Regions from separate parts of the Gossypium arboreum genome. Here region 1 is linked to region 2. A link is a contact called in public Hi-C data. All regions are on one chromosome and are shown on one strand. Each heading gives the region's core, a stretch centred on a gene start, on an enhancer-like site or on the middle of the called end of the contact. The rest is flanking DNA. Distances are from core to core; before and after follow the strand shown. Region 1 holds the start of LOC108450785. Region 2 has its middle 50 kb from the start of LOC128284638.

Region 1 (3,081 bases), core at 325-2,824, 350 kb before region 2:
TTTGGTTAGTGGAATTTGATTGATACAGTGTCCAACACCATAACACGTGCCAAATAGATTATGGTATCATAAATTGAGATTAGAAATCAAAGTCAAACAAGAGGTGGATTTGTTTAAAATAGATTCCTTGAAGCATTTATTTCCCATAAATGCTAATCTCATTATTTTACACTACTACATTGGAACACCCCCTTCATTTTCAATTTCACCCCTTCTCCATTGTCTTCTACTTATCTATGAAGAGGGTGACACTGTTAAATTCATTTTATCTATTTAATTTAATTTGACATTTTATGAAAGTTGAACAAATTTGTTCCAAGTGAAGTAAAAATGTCACAATTTGGGTCTTAACTAAAAAATAGAAAAATCATAGGCACAATTTTAAGTGAAAATTATAGCTAATAACTAAGTCTTGTTTGATAAATTGAAAATGTTTAGTATATAGTTCCATTATAAAACTGTCTGTTATGTTAATAAAAATAAAGTATGGAATATATTTATATTGTTAATAAAATATTTAATTTTTAAAAATGATTTATTTCATAATTTTAATCTTACTAATATGATATTTATATTATTTTTGATAGTTTTGAAAAAAAATTAATATAATAATTTGAAATTTTCATTTTCTAAAAGGAATATTTCTTTTTTAACAAAATATTTTGAATATTTTTTTAAAAATAAAATCAACTTCTTCTTTTTTCAATTTAGATAATTATTTTATTCAATTAAAATTTGAATTAATTGAAACTTTATTAAGAGTTAAATAATGATTTATCAAAAACAGAGTTAATCTAGAAAAATTCACACTAATCACAATATCACAATTTTTAACTATTATAATAAGTATATTACTCTTAGCAATCAAGAAAATTGAGAATTTTTTTAAAAAAATTGTTTTGGCTTTAACTCGAAAAGCTACACTAATTTATTTGATTCTTTAAAAGTAGTACCTACGATTATATTCAATAGTTAAGTTTCAAAATTGTGCACACAAAAATATTGAATTATAATAAACTATTTAAATTATTTATTCAAAATGATTCAAAAACTATAACAAATCAACTTTATAATTTGAAATTTGAATCAAATTTTTTAAAATATAATTCTTATTATTATTCATACTTCAAATTCTTAAATTAAAAATATTATGTACTTTAAATATGTAACAATGATATGAATATACAATAATGTCTATTGAACTAAAATTTAATAAATCGGAAAATTAATCATGAATGAAATGAAATCTTGGTGGTATAAGAAGAATGTGATGCATGGTTTGATGAAGACAATTTCTATATTTGTTTTATCCACAAAATCGTCGCTGGGTTAAATTTGGTTTGAGATTTGAGTAATTAGTTCATAAAAGAAGAAGCAATCACTTCCTTCCTTCCTTCCACTTGACACGGCCGTACGCTTTTAGATTTGTGAAATAGGGCCAGGGCCGCCTTTACCTTGACTAGCTCTTTGGCGTTTTTGCACAAACTAATGTACATAGCTGTACCAATCATAAACAACAAAAATATATGATTTTAGATTCATTTAAAAAACACTAAGAAAACAAGGCTTATATATTTGTTTTCCTTTCGTGTCATAGTTTTCCACGAGGCAAAAGAGGAAAATAGAAGGCTCAACTTTGCTCCACTGTTTACTTCACAAGGATTTTGCCTCCTCTTTGGCTACTTCTTCTTCCTTTCTTTGGTTTTAGCCCCCTTCTTGGCATTGTTTTAATAGCAGCTGAGAAAACAAAGGCAAATACAATATGGATAATTCCAATGAAGCCTCCTCTTTTTCTTCGGCTTTGTGAATATATATATTTACACACTTTAATCTCTTGTTTTCATTTTTACTTTCTGGGGTTGCTTCACCTTCTGCCAAACACATCTATGGCTGAATACGTCTGTTTGTTTCACAAGGTACCCTTTATTTTTTCACTTCATTTTGCTGTCTGGGTTCTTTTCTTTGCTGGGTTTGTACTTGGTTTTCTTTTGTGACGCTTAAAAATGACTCAAATTTCTGTTGAATGGCCCTGGATTGTGTCGAATGATGCCAAAGCTCAAATTTTTCGAGAAAAAGTATTTTGATTTTCCTTGATTCCCTGCTCAAACATTTTCATTTTGTTAAGTTAGTAGTTCCGTCTTTGTAAACAATATATTGCTGGGTTTGAAGGATAATTTGTGTTTGCATGTTTGGATCTGGGTTTTTCTCCACTTGTTCTTGAACCAACATTGTATTATTTTTTTTGTTTCTGTTTTAGGACTCTGATCAAACTATTAAAATGGGTTTTAAGTTTTAACTTTCTCTTCTATTTCCCTTTTTCTTTTACAGAGGGCACCTTTACTTTTTTTTAGCTTGCCTAGTTACACCAGTTTGAAATATATCTCAGAACAATTCCTCTTTACTTTGCTACTAAAAGTGTTTGCTTGTATGTCAAAATCTTAATATTTTTCCTCCTTTTCTATGCAGGAGACAGTAATTGTAAAGTCTCCCAAGAAGTCTCCAGTGTTCTTAAGGACAATAGTTTTATTGTTTGGTATTGTGTGTGGTATTTATATCTGTACAGTCTGTTTAAGGCAGATAAATACAGTTAGCAAGATCAAAACTCAGAACCTCCAACTCATTGAGAGTCCATCTCCAGATAGGAACATTCTTGTACAATTAGAAGCTCGAATTCCTACCTTGCATTACCCTAAGCCTCAAACTTTTAGCAGGTAAACATGTATACTTCCATTTGGAGTTTTTTTTTTCTCTTCTTTTTAGTTAAATTATCTTAAGATTTTGGTTTTTAATACTTTGGTAGGGGTGAATGCATACAAAATCCGGTACGATTCTTTGCCATATTGTCGATGCAAAGGTCAGGAAGTGGATGGTTTGAGACTTTGCTAAATAGTCATATTAATATAAGCTCAAATGGGGAGATATTCTGTGCAATGGATAGGAGGAAAAACATTTCAACAATTATGCAGACTTTAGATAGAGTTTACAAGTTAGATTGGTTCAATAGTGCTTCCAAGAATGAGTGCTCTGCTGCTGTTGGCTTCAAGTGGATGTTGAATCAGGTAAGTAAATGTAGTTGAATTT
Region 2 (2,958 bases), core at 378-2,877:
GTGCTGGAGATGATGCTCCTTGTTGCAAAACAAATGAGGATAGTGTAGGTTAAAGAGATTTTTACCAAGTAGCAATAAGATTATAGAAAAGAAAAAAAGGATGCCTCTTAATGGATACATGCATGTTTATTTTGTATACAAAATCCTCCGGTTGTCCTTAGACTGCCGTTTGCATAAGAGTGCATGACTGCGAAGCTGTCTGGAACATGTGTCTTTAGTCCGATGGGACATTACCTCCAATCTTTTTATTAATCCTACCGCCTAATGTGTATTGGGTATTATTGGTGAGGGGTTAATAATAATTTGTTATCCAAATATTATGCGCCAGTCGAATGTTCTTAGAATTTGGAACTTTGGTTTTTTTGGGGATGGGGGGTTTAGTTCTGATTTCTATGTTGGTATAACAAGTAAATGTAAGGATGGATTATTGCATATCATGGTACCGAATGAGAGGTACTTCTACAAACAATGAGGTATGTACTTGGATTAAAATTAAGGTATACAGGTGGTGTAGAAGCTGAAGTTTTGGCCACTGGGGCAGTGTTTTCCTCTATCTAAATTATGTGGCCCAGACTGTTGCCAAGACTTTGGACTGCAATGCTAGATCGGCCAGCATATGTTGTCATCCAAGGGGCTACTTCAATACTGATTTTCAACATCATTACCCAAAGCATGCTAGTCAGCTATAACTGTCCGAATGTTGTAGCTTTCTCGTTATAAATAATTCTGAGCATTGCATGGATGGAGATAAGGTGTATTTTTCACTTTTTTGAGAGAATGATGTGGACATCACAGGAGAGTATTCTTCTCTAGAGCCGGCAATGGAGCTACACAAGGACGCCATGACCGTGAATCAAACCCTTCATTTATTGGGACTTTCCGGGACCCTCTTTTTGTTTTTGGGTTTAAACCCAAACTGTGATTGGAAAGTTCCATGATCAGCAAATTCAACCAACAAAATGCAAGCGCACAATCATTCCAAATTTATGGCTTGCTTGCTAATGGTGCTAGCAGTCTGTTAGCTGGTCCGGGCCTAGTGCATGGTACCTGTCCCTGGTGGTTCAGTTTTCTACGTGCCTATTTGGACCACGTCTACAGCCAATTGGGACAGTGACTGATTGTTTCTTTTTAATCAAAAGATGAAAACCTGCAAAAAGTAATGCCAAAGATCCTTTTAATAAAATGTTATTTTGTACCCAGTACAATCTGGCATCGAATTTTCTCAAAAGACAATTGGTCATCTCATCTATACAATGTCATGCATGTGAAATTGTTTTCTACAAAGTTTTTTCTGGCTCTATGGCTTGTTTTGGTTTTTAAATCAAAGATTCGATAGATATTTCATGTTTTAAAGCCTCGTTTGGCATTTCCCATTTCAAGATCCTTCGTTCGTTACAAAAGCAATATAAAAATAAATAAAATTTGTCGGAGATATTTAAGAACCAATCGTTTCTAGCCTCACAACATAAAATAGACCCCAAACAAATGCCTTCTTGTTCTCTTTTTTTATTTTCATTACTATTATTCGGATCTGCTTTTGCCTTTTTTTTCATAGATTGCATCAAACTTCAGCATATGTTCCACTTTTTTGCAATGGAGTCCCCTTGTTTGGAAGCATTGAAAAGAACAATTAGAAATGGAGTGGCACCTTGGGGGGCTTGGGACCATCTTCTATACATTATTTAAAGTGAGTTTCTCTTTTATTAGTTTTAGACTTTAGTTGCTTGGTTTTTGGCTCTGAATGCTGGGGGTTTAATCCTATTCATTTTATTATTATTTGTTGTTTTATCTATTATGTCTTGAAGCTAATGGCGTGCTGAAATCCCAAGGATGTGATAGTCTTTTTAATGAATAATTCCCATTGTACTTTTTGCTAAAAATGAGTTCACAAACTTTGAGATTTTGGGTATTTTGATTTAAGTTTTATGTGTGAAAAAATTATTTTCAAGTTTGTACTTAAGTATTGAAATTTTCATAAAGAAAAGGTGATAATAATAAATTGTATTTCAATTTTTCTTTTAAAGAATTCAGCTTAATTAAAATATTATTATTTTAATTAATAAATTTTGAGTATAGTGATAAGATACACCACATTTATCAAGAAAGAACAAAATTATGAAAAAATATTATTAAAAAAGCAACCATAAAATTTTAATACAGATCATATATATATATATATCCTTTTATCCCTTTCAATGCAATATTTTTTCCGCCATGCTTATCCCAAACTAAATGTTAAAGGGTAATATTTGCTTTAATCCCAAACTTAGTTCAATTTATTTATTATCTTTAACAGATTATATTTAATACGTTTAAATTTCAAATCTCAACGGTTGTTTCTTCTAGATGAAACAAATGTCTCTTTTATAAAATATAAAATTTATTTTTATTTTAAATTTTACAAACCAAATCCATCATCATTTCTCTTTCAATAAAGGAGTTGGATTAAAATGAAATTAAAACCTAATTTTTTATGGTATACCAATATATTAATTCCATGTTAGTGATCAAATGTTAGTAATCAATCTAAGACCTATTTATGTGTTGGAAATTAAAGCTTTATCTAATCTAGATTCAACTAGCTTAATTTCAAATTTGATTTATTTTAAAAAAATTCTTCAATTTTGTTCTTATTATAAGATGAGGCAAAGAAAAATATAAACAATGAAACAAGTGTTTATAAAAGATTTATGGTTGCTGGTTATAAGTATCTCATATAGTGATGGAGCCATTAAGAGCCGCAAAGAGGAGCTCTTTAGAGAGAATGGGTGATTGGTCTTTTGGAGAGAAGAAGGATCCTTTTGTAGGCAATGGACTTAGCAAATAGTACTCCTATTTTACAGGTTAGTAAGTAGGGTTATAAGCTCCTGCTACAATGTGACAAATCAGGAGAGGTCATGTAGTAGATGAATGATGGCAAGAAGCTATGAAGTTTGTGACATGATGGACATGATGTGG

Evidence for each region. Hi-C and Micro-C count contacts between places; a contact is called where the count stands out from the background.
Region 1: a contact with region 2 is called in a Hi-C map of leaf, with 2.6 times the contacts expected there. The contact joins the promoter of LOC108450785 here to the enhancer-like site in region 2. A contact is called at or near these places in 2 of 5 Hi-C or Micro-C datasets (both in leaf).

The regions. Positions count from the first base shown.
Region 1 is chr11:31,688,711-31,691,791 of ASM2569848v2, reverse strand. LOC108450785 reads left to right here and starts at 1,574. Exons shown (of 6, transcript XM_017748551.2): 1 at 1,574-1,916; 2 at 2,467-2,711; 3 at 2,801-3,059. The coding sequence starts at 1,776.
Region 2 is chr11:31,334,825-31,337,782 of ASM2569848v2, reverse strand. No RefSeq gene overlaps it. Among protein-coding and RNA genes, the nearest start is that of LOC128284638, 50 kb to the left of the region's middle. Within about 2 kb of position 1,627, at least 1 of the 2 cell types and tissues checked has an H3K27ac peak or open chromatin away from gene starts, as enhancers often do. A contact at or near this core is called in leaf, where this site is marked.